2 separate regions of the Ovis aries genome follow, and region 2 is linked to region 1. A link is a contact called in public Hi-C data. All regions are on one chromosome and are shown on one strand. The core of a region is the stretch at or near the end of the contact, and the rest is flanking DNA. Distances in the headings are between cores, read along the strand shown. Region 1 holds the start of APP (amyloid beta precursor protein). Region 2 overlaps APP (amyloid beta precursor protein).

Region 1 (7,451 bases), core at 1,762-4,261:
GCAAGCGATTGTCTATGGAGTTGCATAGTCAGACATGCCTGAGCAACTAACACACGCACATACCCCAATTAGAAAAAAAAAAAAAAGATTGTTTTTGGTGATATCTGCAGGGCACAGATAACACCCTAAACATAACGTGACAGAGATGCAACTCAGGAGCACTATACATAAAACAGATGGGAGGTTTGGTAGCAAATGCGACCAATGTGAGGCCACCCAATCCAATTCAACACTCACCTGCAGACTGAGGTGGGCAACGGACTCCTTCACATGGCAGTGACCGCAGCAGCCTTGGAGCACTGTGAAAAGACACGAGACACACCACACTCAGAGGAGTGTGGAAGGAACCAGAAACAGGTGCCACTGTGCCATGTGCACAGCTGTGGAAGGGAGCGGCTGTGTTACTTTCTGAAGATAGGACCCTGGAGTAACATGAAAACTGCTGGTTTTATTGATGTGGAGGTCTGTGGTGTGGAAAAGACTGGCTTGGCTTGGTCACAGAAGTGCAACAGGGACATCTGAGTGGGAGGTTAAAGGAAAAGGATGTGGCTTTAAGTTAAGACTTTTCGAGTAACCAGAGCAGTTCAAAGACAATGCATTGTCTGAAGAGCTAGTGAATGTCTCCTAAGCTGGGGCCTTTGGGTCTGGCCTGGAACCGTTGTGGAGATCGAAGCCAATGGGTGGGTAGTCCCTTTCCCAGAGTTTACAGTTCTAACTAGAGAAGTTCTGGTATTTACTCCTCAGAGGATCCTGAAGATAACCTCGGGGCAGGAAATGGCATTAAACACAGAACAGAGACACTGGCTGAAAAGCAAAACCAACAGGATTTGAGTGGTGACGAAGCAGGAAAAAGAGTGAAGAGTGATCATCTTTCTGACTCAGCAGCTAATCATCTTTCCTTGGGGAAGGTCTTTTGCAGGGATGGGTGAGTGAGGTGCGTCTCAACAGTGGGAAGGGCATATGCCACACCACATAACTTGTATTTTCAGAGATTATAACCTCACCTCTCTATTTTTGAGTTTTGTGCTCAATAAAAGTCCCTTAACTCTTCAAAAAATGCTTCCTCCCTGCCAGGACTAGCTCCAGGGACATGCAGTCTGTTAGGTCACACCTGGTCCCGTGCTCAGGGCACCAAGCGTGGTTAACGTTCTGCTGTTACCATCTTAAAATTCTTACTTTGGGAACAAAGGGTCCCATTGTTTAGTTTTGCGCTGGACCCTGTAAATTGTGTAGCTGGCCCGGCTCCCTCCCCATCTTTAAGTCATACTCCTATTTGCATGCAGATGCCCTCAGTTGCTCCTATAAACCTAGGACAGAGTAGTGGTGGGTCAACATGTCTGAAAGAAACTGGGTTTTTGCTGTGACTGGGGCTTTTTTCCCTCTGCAGTCCCAGCTACTTGTCACTTACTTGTTGTCAGATTTGGGAGGAGGTCTTCAGAGTCCTAATTTATAAATGGGAAGAATAACAGTAAGGGCCTCATGGGCTTCCATGGAAAGGAAATGACATAAAGCTTGTCAACAAATGGACTTCCCTGGGCTCAGTGGTAAACAATTCCGGGTTCAGTCCCTGGTTTGGGAAGATCCCCTGGAGAAGGAAATGGCAATCCAGTATTCTTGCCTGGGAAATCCCACTGCCTGAGGAGCCTGGTGGGTTACACTCCATGGGGGCGCAGAGTGGAAGTGACTGCACAACTCAACAATAAAAGTAAACAAACAATTCGAGGCAACAAATTATTTGTCATTATTTGTGGAGGACCGTCAAAGGTCATTCATGGGAAAAAGTAATCCACGAGTCAGGCTTGGATACCTAGGGGGCTGAAAACAGAAGACTACATCTAAGGCAGCTGGCAGAGAAACACAGAGTCCTCCGGAAGGAAGCAGGCGACCTCTGGCTGAGCAAAGATCCCACGGCTGACTCCCTAGCTTCTTTCCTTTCACTGCAGGCCGGCTGGGGACCCTGCCTTGGTGACTGAGGCCTCTTTAGGTCAAGAGCAGGGGATACGTTTGGGCAGTTGTAGACCATCCTAGGTTCACCGGACACTAACCCGACACTGGGTGGTTTGTGTTTAATCGAGGAGAAAGTGGCTTCCCAGAAGGTTCATTTCTGTGATTTAGGACAGACACAAGCAAGAACAAGGACAGAGTTTGAGCTATTGGGGTCGAACGGGAGTCATCTTTCCAGACCCTTCCCCTCTTAACTTTCACTTCACCCGCATCTCAGATATTACATCCCTGCCTGATTAAAAAACACCACCACCACGACCCATATGGTCTTCCCTTTCTCAAACCAAAAAAAAAAAAAAAAAAAAAATTTTTTTTTAAACAAAATCTTCTCTCAAGGAGAACTAAATAGGTCGCCGCTTCTTCTCCAGGTCCGGCGCCTTTCTCCTTCGGTTCGGTCTAAAGATAGAAATTCCAGGTTCCTCGTGGCTGCTTTTGACTGGAGCGGGGCGGGGGAGGGGGGTGGAGGCTTTTGCTGTCCTAACAAGCAAAGAAATCCTATTTCCTTTAAGCTTGTCTCGTTCTCTTCCAGAAACGCCTCCCAGACCTCTCCAAACCGAGACAGAGAAAAAAAAAAAAAAATCCGAAATGCGGATTAAAACGCACCCAGCAGCAGTCCTTTATACTACACCCCCGAGAGGCCTGCGGGGTCCTATGAATCAAGCTCGCGGGTAGGAGCGGAGAGCGCCCTCGACTTTTCTGGAATCCAGACGTTCTAGGACTCCCCTTTCCCTGCCCCTGCACCATCCCTCCCTCTCCCGACCCCAGCTTTCTCCCTCCTACTGCTCCGGGCCCGGGCGGTCGGGGGCCCGGGAAGGCGCGTGCAGGGGAGAAAAGGGAGCCGCGGGAGCCGCACCTGTGGGCGCCTCGGGGGGCGCGGGCCCCTCCCGGCCGAGCGGGCGCAGCTCCCCGGCGGCTCCGCTAGAGGTCTCTCTCGGGTGCCGAGCGGGGTGGGCCGGATCAGCTGACTCGCCGGGCTCCGAGCCCCGCCGCCGCGCCGCCGCTCCGTCAGTTTCCTCGGCAGCGGTAGGAGAGCGAGCACCCGGAGCAGCAGAGCGCGGGGCCACCGGAGACGGCGGCGGCGGCGGCGACACAGGCAGAGCACGGGCGCGGCGGATCCTCCTCGCACGGCAGCTCGCTCGGTGCCCCGCGCAGGGTCGCAATGCTGCCCGCCTTGGCACTGGTCCTGCTGGCCGCCTGGACGGCTCGGGCGCTGGAGGTGAGTGCCGCGCCTCGGAATGGGGTGACGGTGGAGGGAGGTGGAGGATGGAGGGGACCGGCTCCCTCTTTCATCCAGAGAAGCGGGGCGGTTGTTGGGGGGAGCGATCGAGGGCCCCTCTCTCGGCTCTGCGCCCTACGCCCCCGCTCGCGGGCGCCCTGCGCATCTCTTCCTCCGGCCCAGCCCTGCCCCGGGGACCCACGCTCCGGCCGGCGCAGAGGGATCCGGCGAGGTGTCGGGCCCCGGGGTCCGCGCCAGTCTCGGTGGGCGCGAGTCGAGGAGGAGGCTCTCTTAGGCTCAGATCCTGATTCACTCCTTCCTCGGGGCCGGGGCCCGGGGGAGGCAAGAGACATACTGATGGGAGATGGGGCGGTGGGGGCCGAGAGAACACGTGGGGAAAACCGAAAACGCAGGAGTCCCTGTATTCTGTCCCCAGCTCTTAATCGCTGCCCTTTCCTTTCTCTCGGGCCCGGGGGAGGAGGAGTCGGGACGGCTCGGGGAGGCTGGGCACCCCCCACCCCACCCTTTCGCTTCCCTTGGCCTTTTCCGCCCTGTTTCACCTTCCTTTCCCATCCCCACCACCCTTTCCTCGCCAGACCTCTTCCTCCTTCCTCATCGCGGAGGCTCCCGAGGGCGACCCCAAGGAGGGTCGCGCACCACCCTCCGCGGGCAAACTTTGTGCCTCTCGGCGTCTCCCTTTTGTGTTAAGTTGCGAGAGATGGGAGGGGTCGGAGACCCACAACCACCTCGCACCTTCCCCAAGCCTAGACGTCCAGGGCGTTCGCGCGCACCCTCGGATTCACCCGGAGAGGGAGAAGGTCCCCAGGAACAAAAGCCGCGACACCCCGCCCTCGCCAGCCCCGGGGCGCGGTGGTCTGTGCGCCACCCGAGCGTCCTGCCTGACTCCCTTCCCCGCGCTGCGAGTCCGTCCCCGAGGGGGCTGGGGCGCTGCCTGGGGACGCGCTGGCGGCGTCTCGGAACCCCTCATCTTCCCCTCCTTACCCCCATCACCTCCGAGGCTGGCTCATTCTTTTCTCGGTTGCAAAGTCCTTGGGGGAAAAATAGGCGGAGAGTGCGGCGTGCGTCTGGAAAGGGCACGGGCGGGTGGCGGGGCTGCACGAGTTCTCCCCTCCTGTGTATCAAAGAAGGCGTTTGTCGGATCGAGGCGCGGCCCCTTCCCTGGCAGCGCTGGGCACTGTGATTTAGCTCCCCGCGGGGGGCGCGGGCTGCTGGGGAGGGTCCTCGGGGTCATTTTTTTTTAGGGTGCAGATAAAAGGCTGGAAATTGAGCGAAGATTAAGACGGAGAAGATGGCGCCTCTGCAGTGCAGCAAAGAAAAGCTGTGGAGGCTGCAGCCTGGGAAATCCACCCACCACTAGGTGTATATAACAAGTCTGCCCCATTCATCCAACTCTCCCAACATTCAGCTGACGCCTGTGCCAAATCACCGTTTTCCTTTTTATCTGAAGATGCTTATAAGTTGTTTGCTTGACAGCTGGGGCAAAAAAGGTCGTAATTTTGCATCGTTTGGGTTCCCGTTCGGTATTTTACCATTCGTCACCTCCCTTCCCCGTTTTTACCCCCAACTTTTCCCCATCCTTGTGGTAATTTTCCCCAAAAAACAATTTCGTTTTCCTGTAATTCCACTGAGACTGTATGACTCTCACACCGGGACAGCGTTTTACTCCCTAATTTACAAGGTCATTGAACTTTTTCCTCTTCTTTTACTTACCAGTGGCTCAAGAATCACTTCGGGGCTCGTTAAGGCAGATTGTTTTAAGAGTTGGAGAATTTGGTTATTCTGTTTTAAAAAATGCATTTAATTAAGGGAGCTAGGCTTTTTCCAGTACTTAAAATTTACTCCTACAATTATTTCAGTTTTCTTATTGTCTTATTACATGTTGAAAGACACAAATTAAGTAATTAAAAGCCTTTATAGTTGAAACTTTTGTCAAAAAGTAGATGTTTACATTTTTTGAGCAGTATATTTTTCTGTGTGAAAGAAGCAAATATGATTCAGATTTCTTTTTCAGCCTGTTTGATTGCAGTTTTTGCTCTTCCATCTGTTTGGACATTTTCACTGGTTACTGTCACCTCCTTCAAAGGGTGGAGGTGAGATGCATGTTAATTCATTTTGCAAAGCTTTAAGGTAGGCAGTTCACTCTGATGAGGTTTGAGGGGATTTCTGGAACTCAGTCACTGTCCGTTGAAAAGATGTTAATTATAACTTGACTGTCTTTTGTAGGGCTTAGAAAATAGGTCTGCTGCAGGTGACTTGAGACAAGAAATGAATAAGGGCAATGATCACAGGGTGCTCGGCCTCTGGGAAAACATCATTACCTGAGCTGATGATTTTCCCTGGTACAGTGACAGAGTATGAGTTAAAAAGGCCCTGACATTTATTTAAACTGGCTTCCTCTTAAATTTTATTTTCCAGTATTGTAGGGTTTAACCTAATTCACAAGTATCTGCTTTGATTGTGGTGCTAATTCAGAGAGTATAGATACCTACTCACACTGGTCAGAACAGCCCTAATGGTGGATGCCTGGGCTCACAATCGGGAAGCTCAGATTCGATGGTGAGCTATAAGGAGTCACCATTTCTGGCTGACCAGTGGGAAGCCATGATAACCCGAGGGCACCCAAGCGGCTGTGGCCATTAGTACTGCAGAGAAGTACTCCAGACAGAATAATGATCCCTGGTTCTGACTGGGGAAATAAAGAGAAACATACGACTAAATAGATCACAAGGTTAAATTAGGAATGACTGAAAAGAAAGGATGTGGTCCATTGACTATTGGTTTGAAGGAAAACAGGACAGACTCACATAGAGAACAGACGTGATTGCGAAGGGGTAAGGGGTAAAGGGAAGGCGGGGGTTGGATTGGGAGTTTGGGACTGGCAGATGCAACCTCTTATATGTAGAAGAGATAAATAACAGGTCCTACTGTGTAGCACAGGGAATTATGTTCAATACCTTGTAATAAACCATATGGAAAAGAAAAAAAGAAAAATGTAGAGGTAATCCTCATGAAAAAGGCTTTCTCCCTTTTGCTAGAGGGCCTCTATTTTATGTTTATGGTGTACTAGAGACTTCTGTGCAGATATTTTTATGAAGATGAAGGTGTCAGTCATTCTTGAAATAAGCAGAGCTATTACGTACCTTTCCTGTGGCTGTTAAACTACCATTGAAGAGTATGGTAAAATTCAATAGAAATCTACGGTCTCTTTCTGCACATTTGATCTAGGTGGGGATATGTATTACTTTAAGAGACTTAGAAAGCATCTTCGATTACTATATTTCTCTAATCTCTGCCTGGTTGTATCAGTTACAAATGCAAAGGTAAACCTTACACATGTACTTTATAAATAAAGCTCTAGGATGTAAGGTTTACTTTGACTTGCATACTGTATTCTCCTGCTCCCAGGAAGTTTGCAGAGTAAATAAGACAGGCACATGATTACAAAAGAAAACAGAAAATGTTAAGTACCAAGAGGAAAGTGCTGATTAAGTGGTATACTGAGTAAAAGTATTAACAGTATAAACATCTGTATATAAGGAATAAAGGAACCATGGGATGAGATAATCCTCGAGAATTTCCTGATGATTCCTTTCCAGCTAGATTTGTATCTTAGGTTTGGGGAAGGGAGTTTAAGTCTTTGCATTTATAGTATCTGTTTACATACCTCTCTCCCGAACACATACCCCTGAGAATATGGGCAGAGCCATTGTGGGATTTGATTTTCCTTGTGTCCCTATTTATTCATTAGGGCCATTTTAAGTTGAGTCTCTTGGGGCCAAGCTCTGGACTATAGCTCTGGAGATAGCCTGGTGAACAAAAACCATCACTTGCTTCAGGAAGCTTGCAGTCTAGTGGGAAAGACAGAGGATAAACAAATCATCCTACATGTGTGCTCATGAACTGTGACAGATGGTGAGACGGATGGCAAAGGTGTAGGATACACTCTGGAGAGGAGTGCCTGCTCAGACGCTAAATCGTGTCCGACTCTTTGCCACCTCGTGGACTGTAGCACACCAGGCTCCTCTTTCCAGGGGATTTCCCAGGCAAGAGTACTGCAGTGGGTTGCCATCTCCTTCTCCCTGGGATCTTCCTGACCCAGGGATCGAACGCAGGTCTCCTGCCTTGGCAGGCAGATTCTTTACCTAGCCCTGAGCCACCAGGGAGGCCCGGGAAAGGAATAGGGAATTCCAAATAAGGATTGAGGGGCCAA
Region 2 (7,197 bases), core at 2,159-4,658, 310 kb after region 1:
CATGAATGGATAAAGAAAATGTGATACACGCGATGGAATATGATTTAGCCATTAAAAGGAAGGAAATTCTGCCATTTGTAACAACACGGATGAGCTTTGAGGGTATTATGCTAAGCAAAATAAGCCAGACAGAGAAAAAGAAAAATAGTGTGAGACTTCACTTATATGAGAAATCTAAAAAAAAAACCTGAACTCAGGAGAACAGGTTGTTGCAAGGCCAAGCAAATGGTATGGGCGGCTACTTCTCGGAAGACCTGACCTCCCTGGTGGCTTTTCAGGGAAGGGTTTTTAAAGACACTGTGAGAGAGAAGGTCATGGGATGCCTGGTCAGCTTGTGGACATCCTTCTGTTGGCCGGTGGTGAGGTAGCCAGGTGGTATTTGGAGAATCAAGGTCACCAGTCCTCTGGTTCCAGCTAATTTAAGGTTTCCATGTGTGTGGCCAACAGGCAGTTGACTTCTTGCCTGTGCTGGTTTCAGTATCTGAGGGGAACGTTATTTTTGTTTTAAAACAGTAATAACACAATTGTAAGTTTTCATGTATTCAGCAAAGAGATAAGTACTTCCTGTCTTCTGTGGACTGTTTGAGGTACAGCAGATATGCTAGAAACCTGAACATCTTCAGTTCAGTTCAGTCGCTCAGTCGTGTCCAACTCTTTGCAACTCCATGAATCGCAGCACGCCAGGCCTCCCTGTCCATCACCAACTCCCGGAGTTCACTCAGCCTCACACCCATTGAGTCAGTGATGCCATCCAGCCATCTCATCCTCTGGCGTCCCCTTCTCCTCCTGCCCCAATTCCCTCCCAGCATCAGAGTCTTTTCCAATGAGTCAACTCTTCACATGAGGTGGCCAAAGTACTGGAGTTTCAGCTTTAGCATCATTCCTTCCAAAGAAATCCCAGGGCTGATCTCTTTCAGAATGGACTGATTGGATCTCCTTGCAGTCCAAGGGACTCTCAAGAGTCTTCTCCAACACCACAGTTCAAAAGCATCAATTCTTCGGTGCTCAGCTTTCTTCCCAGTCCAACTCTCACAGCCATACATGACTACTGGAAAACCATAGCCTTCACTAGACGGACCTTAGTCAGCAAAGTAATATGTCTGCTTTAGAATATGCTATCTAGGTTGCTCATAACTTTTCTTCTAAGGAGTAAGTGTCTTTTAATTTCATGGCTGCAGTCACCATCTGCAGTGATTTTGGAGCCCCAAAAACATAAAGTCTGACACTGTTTCCACTGTTTCCCCATCTCTTTCCCGTGAAGTGATGGGACCAGATGCCATGATCTTCGTTTTCTGAATGTTGAGCTTTAAGCCAACTTTTTCACTCTCCACTTTCACTTTCATCAAGAGGCTTTTTAGTTCCTCTTCACATTCTGCCATAAGGGTGGTGTCATCTGCGTATCAGAGGTTATTGATATTTCTCCCGGCAATCTTGATTCCAGCTTGTGCTTCTTCCAGCCCAGCGTTTCTCATTATGTACTCTGCATAAAAGTTAAATAAGCAGGGTGACAATATACAGCCTTGACGTACTCCTTTTCCTATTTGGAACCAGTCTGTTCCATGTCCAGTTCTAACTGTTGCTTCCTGACCTGCATAGAGGTTTCTCAAGAGGCAGGTCAGGTGGTCTGGTGTTCCCATCTCTTGAAGAATTTTCCACAGTTTATTGTGATCCACACAGTCAAAGGCTTTGACTTAATCAGTAAAGCAGAAATAGATGTTTTTCTGAAACTCTCTTGCTTTTTCGCTGAATACCTTGCCCCGCGTGAAACGTACATCTGGCTTGGCCTGGAGAGAGTAAGTGGAGCTGGCCCTGACAGAGACCCTGGGAGGACAAAACCAAGTTTACAACTCAGAGGACCCACCATATCAACAGAGGGCATCTGTTTAAATCTTTAGCCAGACGTACTTTTAGAATTTTAGTGCTCAGTTAAAAATAATAATCTGGAACAGTATGTTCTTTATCTTTTTTTTTTTTTCTTTTTTTTCTGAAACCGACTTAGGTTTAATCAAGCAGAAATTGATCATTTAGGCACTGCCAGGAATGTGTAACACTTAGTACCAAGACAAAAATATAACTAATCCTACCTTCAAGATACCTACAGCCTCCTGGGGCGGGGAGAGAAAATGAACATCCCCTCCCAGAATTTCAATATAAAAGTAAAGGCAGAATGGAGTTAACAGTATGTTGGGGGGGGTCAGACGGAGTGGAGGTACAGAAGTTTCCCTTTTGCTCTTATCAGTGGAAGGTGCAGGTTTTCTGGGAAGGAGACTGCTACGTCGGAAAACCTCACAGTTCCCTGTCAAGAGTGACTGTCTCAACTCTCTCCCATTCCTCAGTCTTGCAGAGCTACCCCAGCCTGTTTTTTCCCTCATGCTCCTCCATGGATTTTAAACTGACACCACAGTGGTTGTTTTCTGTTAGTCAATCCTAGAGCGAGATCTCCAGGTAGCACCCTCCCAAGGGGTTTGCACCGTGTATTCTATGTAAATTGCATCCCTTTCCGGTCTCCTGGAGCTGGCAGCTTGGACTTCACTGTGCTTCATCGGGAAATGTTGTTCCTCATCTGTATTCACGTTGAAGTGTCCAGAATTCTGCCGTTAGCGCACCCACTTTATTCGGAAGGAACCCATTAAAGGGAACAGACCCCAGAGAAAATATATTTGGATTTTCCCCCCTCACCTTAACTGATCAGGAAAGCCCCCTCCGAGAGCCATCTCTGCTTCTGTGTGCCTCTTTAGCGTATTAAATTTGGCAAAAGCAGGGATAAACTAAAACAAGGGTGTGGAGATACTCAGCAGTTCAGATTTTGAGTGTCAGTGAAAAGTGAAGTCGCTCAGTCGTGTCCAACTCTTTGGGACCCCATAGGCTGTAGCCTACCAGGCTCTTCCATCCATAGGATTTTCCAGGTAAGAATACTGGAGTGGGTTGCCATTTCTTTCTCCAGGTGATCTTCCTGACCCAGGAATTGAACTCTGGGTCTCCCGCATTGGAGGCAAACGCTTTAACCGCTGAGCCACAAGCATACCTGCCTTGGTAGCTCAGACGGTAAAGCGTCTGCCTACAATGTGAGAGACCTGGGTTTAATCCCTGGGTCAGGAAGGTCTCCTGGAGAAGGAAATGGCAACCCACTCCAGTATTCTTGCCTGGAAAATCCCATGGACGAAGGAGCCTGGTTGGCTACAGTCCATGGAGTTACAGAGTCAGACACAGCTGCTTAGCTAAATCTCTCTAATACTCGAACTTTTTTTTTTCCTAGCTTGACACCACACTTTTAAAACAGTCTTTCATGGAAGCCTTTTGTCCTTTTTCAAGCCAACAGGGGAAGAGAATATTTATTGCCTTAAGCGTATCCAGTTACTACTAAGGGAGGGAAGCAACCAATGAGCACCGCAAAAGGCAAGCCAGCCGGTCAAGGGTTTGAGCGCCACCTAGTGGCCAGATGGAGTGTCTGCGTAACTGGTGGGCTCGGGCGTTGTTGAGTCGGTCAGTGGTGTCCGACTCTTTGCGACCCCATGGACCGCACCACGCCAGGCTTCCCTATCCCTCACTATCTCCTCGAGTTTGCTCAGACTCATGTCCGTTGAGTCAGTGATGCCATCCAACCATCTCATCCTCTGTCGCCGCCTTCTCCTCTAGTAGTGTTAGTCGCTCAGTCGTGTCCAACTCTTTGCAATCCCACAGACTGTAGCCCACCAGGCTCCTCTGTCCCTGGGATTCTCCAGGCAAGAATACCGGAGTGGGTTGCCATGCCCTCCTCCAGAGGATCTTCCCGACTCAGAGATCGACCCGGGTCTCTTGCATCGAAGGTGGATTCTTTACCATTTGAGCTCCAGGGAAGACCTCCTTCTCCTCTACTCTACGTCAGAGTGGAAAAGAAAGGACAATTTGTGGGTGTTCTGCAATCTTGGCTTTAAAAAAAAAAGAGTGCGGTGCACCTTATCTTTCTCTGGCTTCTCCGTGTGTGCTATTAAAAGATTGTTGTAAAAAAAAAAAAAAAGAAAACTCATTTGTCCTCGTTCTTGCTCTGCAGGTTGACGCTGCTGTCACCCCAGAGGAGCGCCACCTCTCTAAAATGCAGCAGAATGGCTACGAAAACCCAACTTATAAGTTCTTTGAGCAGATGCAGAACTAGACCACCGCCGCAGCAGCCTCTGAAATCGGACAGCAAAACCATTGCTTCACTACCCATCGGTGTTCATTTAGAGAATAACGTGGAGAAAAGCAAACCCTTCTGTTTTATTATTTACTCATTATCGCCTTTCGACAGCTGTGCTGTAACACGAGTAGATGCCTGAACTTGAATTAATATACAAATCAGTAATGTATTCTCTCTCTTCACATTTCGGTCATTTTGGTCTCTACACTACATTATTAATGGGTTTTGTGTACTGTAAAGAATTTAGCTGTATCCAACTAGTGCATGAATAGATCCTCTCCTGATTATTTATCACGTAGCCCCTTAGCCAGTTGTATATTATCCTTGTGGTTTGTGACCCAACTAAGTCCTACTTTGAAACATGCTTTAAGAATCGATGGGGGAATGCTTTCTGTGAACGTGTGGGTTTAGCTGCTTCTCTTGCCTAAGTATTCTTTTCCTGATCACTATGCATTTTAAAGTTCAACGTTTTTATGTAATCCAAATGAGTTAGAGGAGTTTTTTTTTTTCCACAATTGCATTTTACTGTACAGATTGCTGCTTCTGCTATATGTGTGATATAGGAATTATGAGGATAGACATTTATTTCTTCGTGCCTGTTTTATGTGCACACATTAGGCATTGAGAATTGAAGCTTTTTTCATCCATGTATCTTCAGATCTTTGATAAAGCAAAGAATCCCTGTTCATTGTAAGCACTTTCACGGGTTGGGGAGGGTGGGGGTGGGAGCGCTCTGCTGGTCTCAGTTTACCAAGAATTCTCCCAAAAAACTTTTCTGCAGGATGATTGTACAGGATCATTGCGTATGACCATGATAGCTTTCTACACTGTATTACATAAATAAATTAAATAAAATGACTCTCGGCAAGAGTTTTCTTTGAAGGATGACTATGGACGTTAAATATTCAAAGTAACTTTGGATGGGGAAAAAGAGGTAGATTCAGGTTCTTTCACCCAGTCTAAAACCCTTTATTTATGATACCAAAAAGAGGTGAGAGTGGAAGGGACAAAATCAGGGAATGGGGAAGGCAAGCCTGGGCAAACCCTTCAAGATTTGTCTTCAATTTGTATAAAATGGTGTTTTCATGTAAATAAATACGTTCTTGGAGGAGCGGCATTGTGCTGTCGTGAATGCTTCCATGGTAACCACCTTCTGCTCCTGAGTCACCGGAAGACTGATGAGAGCTTTCTGATACAGGGTATCCACACCTGTTGTGTCTTAACAGTAAGTCCAAGCTGAAAACTAGGGCCAACAGGCATCTCCCAGCTTTAGTAAAATGCTTTATAGACCCAACTCAGTCTTCACTTGGTCCAAACTACTTTGCTGCCATATCTTGGTCCTCAGCTTTGTCCCCGTCTTAGTCCATTCATGCTACTATAATAAAATATTACAAGCTACTGGGTGGCTTATAAACAGAAATTTGGGGATCGGGTGGGATCTGGGAGGGAGGTTCACGAGGGAGAGGACATTTGTATACCTGTGGCTGATTCGTGTTGATGTATGGCAGAAACTAACAAAACATTGCAAAGCAATTCATCCTTTTTATTAAAAATTTATTTAAAAATAAATTTTTAAAAAGAGCTTAAAAAAATCAAATTTACTTCTCACAGTTCTGGAGGATAGATGTCTGAGATCAAGGTGCTGGCGTGGTCAGATGAGAGCCCTCTTCAAGGTCGCAGAGTTCTTGCGTCCTCACGTGGTGGAAGGGGCTAGGACCTCTCTGGAGCCTCTCTTAGGAGGGCACTAATCCCATTCATGAATTCTCCACCCTCATGACCTAATCACCTCCCAATGCCATCGCAGTGAGCATCAGGACTTCAATGTGAAGTGTGGGAGAACACAAACATACAAACAGATTGTAACAGTTTCTAATAAAATATGAAGAGAAAAGTTCTAGGAAAATACAAGTTAAGACCAGCTGATCATTAGCGACTAAGCAGTGTTCTCAGCCATCACACGGTTGATATTTTGCAGGGTATAAGTCCTTGTTAAAAAAACATTGTAAGATGTTTGGGAGCATTCCTGGTCTCCATCCACTTCATGCCACTGTGTTGAGAAGCCCTCCTGCTGCAGCTAGAGAAAGCCTGAGCAAAAGCAGCCAGTACTCAGTGCAACCAAAGTTAAGTTAATTTTTTTGAATAGTCTATATTTTTTTTAATGTCTCCAGATATCGTGAGATGTCCCTTACGAGGGACAAAACCATCCCACTTGAGAACCTCTGCTGCATGTCTATTTTAAAACAATGTCACATACACTGTACATGATTTTTAATTGGAAAAGTCTGCGTGTGTGCTAAGTCACTTCAGTCCGACTCTGTGGGACCCCATGGACTGTAACCCACCAGGCTCCTCTCTCCGTGGAATTCCCCAGGCAAGAAGACTGGAGTGTGTTACATTTCCTTCTCCAGGGGATCTTCCCACCCAGGGACAGAACCTGTCTCATGTCTCCTGCATTGGCAGGCAGGTTCTTCATCACTAGCACCAGTTGGGAGAAGCCTGGGTCACCGCTATTCCAAGTGTCCAAGAACAAGCTGACCCTGGTGGTGTTGCTGTGCTGCACTTGTGAACAGGGGAGCATGAGAACCAACCAGCACCTTGTAACCTTAGATGGCAGCCTTTTAAACGCTAAGCACAGAAAATTAATCAAAAGTGTTTTATCAGGCCACTATGCAGTATGAGCGACTCAATTAAAACTCATCTGACTGTGTCTTATTTTCAGGAGAACAAAACACTGATCTCCCTCTTGCAGTTTAGGGCAACTAGACCTGACTGCTATGTGAAGATGCTTAACGTGACAGTTTACATGTATAACCAACAGTTCCATTTCGCCTGACCCAGAGAGGTAGCGAACACGGGGAGATCAGTGCTAAGTCACTTCAGTCATGTCCACTCTTTGCGACTTGTGGACTGTAGCCCACCAAGCTCCTCTGTCCATGGAGTTACCCACATAAGAATACTGGAGTAGGTTGCCGTGTCCTCCTCTAGGGAATCTTCCCAAACCAGGGTTCGAACCCTTGTCTCTTACATCTCTGCATTGGCAG

Evidence for each region. Hi-C and Micro-C count contacts between places; a contact is called where the count stands out from the background.
Region 2: a Hi-C map of hypothalamus shows a contact between it and region 1, with 4 times the contacts expected there. The contact joins the enhancer-like site here to the promoter of APP in region 1. A contact is called at or near these places in 6 of 16 Hi-C or Micro-C datasets (hypothalamus, liver, muscle and 2 more).

Annotation. Positions count from the first base shown.
Region 1 is chr1:130,835,866-130,843,316 of ARS-UI_Ramb_v3.0, forward strand. It overlaps APP (amyloid beta precursor protein), which reads left to right and starts at 3,012. Exons shown (of 15, transcript XM_004002806.5): 1 at 3,012-3,220. The coding sequence starts at 3,164. It overlaps LOC105613472 (a long non-coding RNA gene), which reads right to left and starts at 4,577. Exons shown (of 5, transcript XR_006055662.2): 1 at 2,858-4,577; 2 at 238-299.
Region 2 is chr1:131,146,478-131,153,674 of ARS-UI_Ramb_v3.0, forward strand. It overlaps APP (amyloid beta precursor protein), which reads left to right. Exons shown (of 15, transcript XM_004002806.5): 15 at 4,031-5,014. The coding sequence ends at 4,132. Among named protein-coding and RNA genes, the nearest start is that of ATP5PF, 150 kb to the right of the region's middle. Within about 2 kb of position 3,409, at least 10 of the 54 cell types and tissues checked have an H3K27ac peak or open chromatin away from gene starts, as enhancers often do. A contact at or near this core is called in hypothalamus, where this site is marked.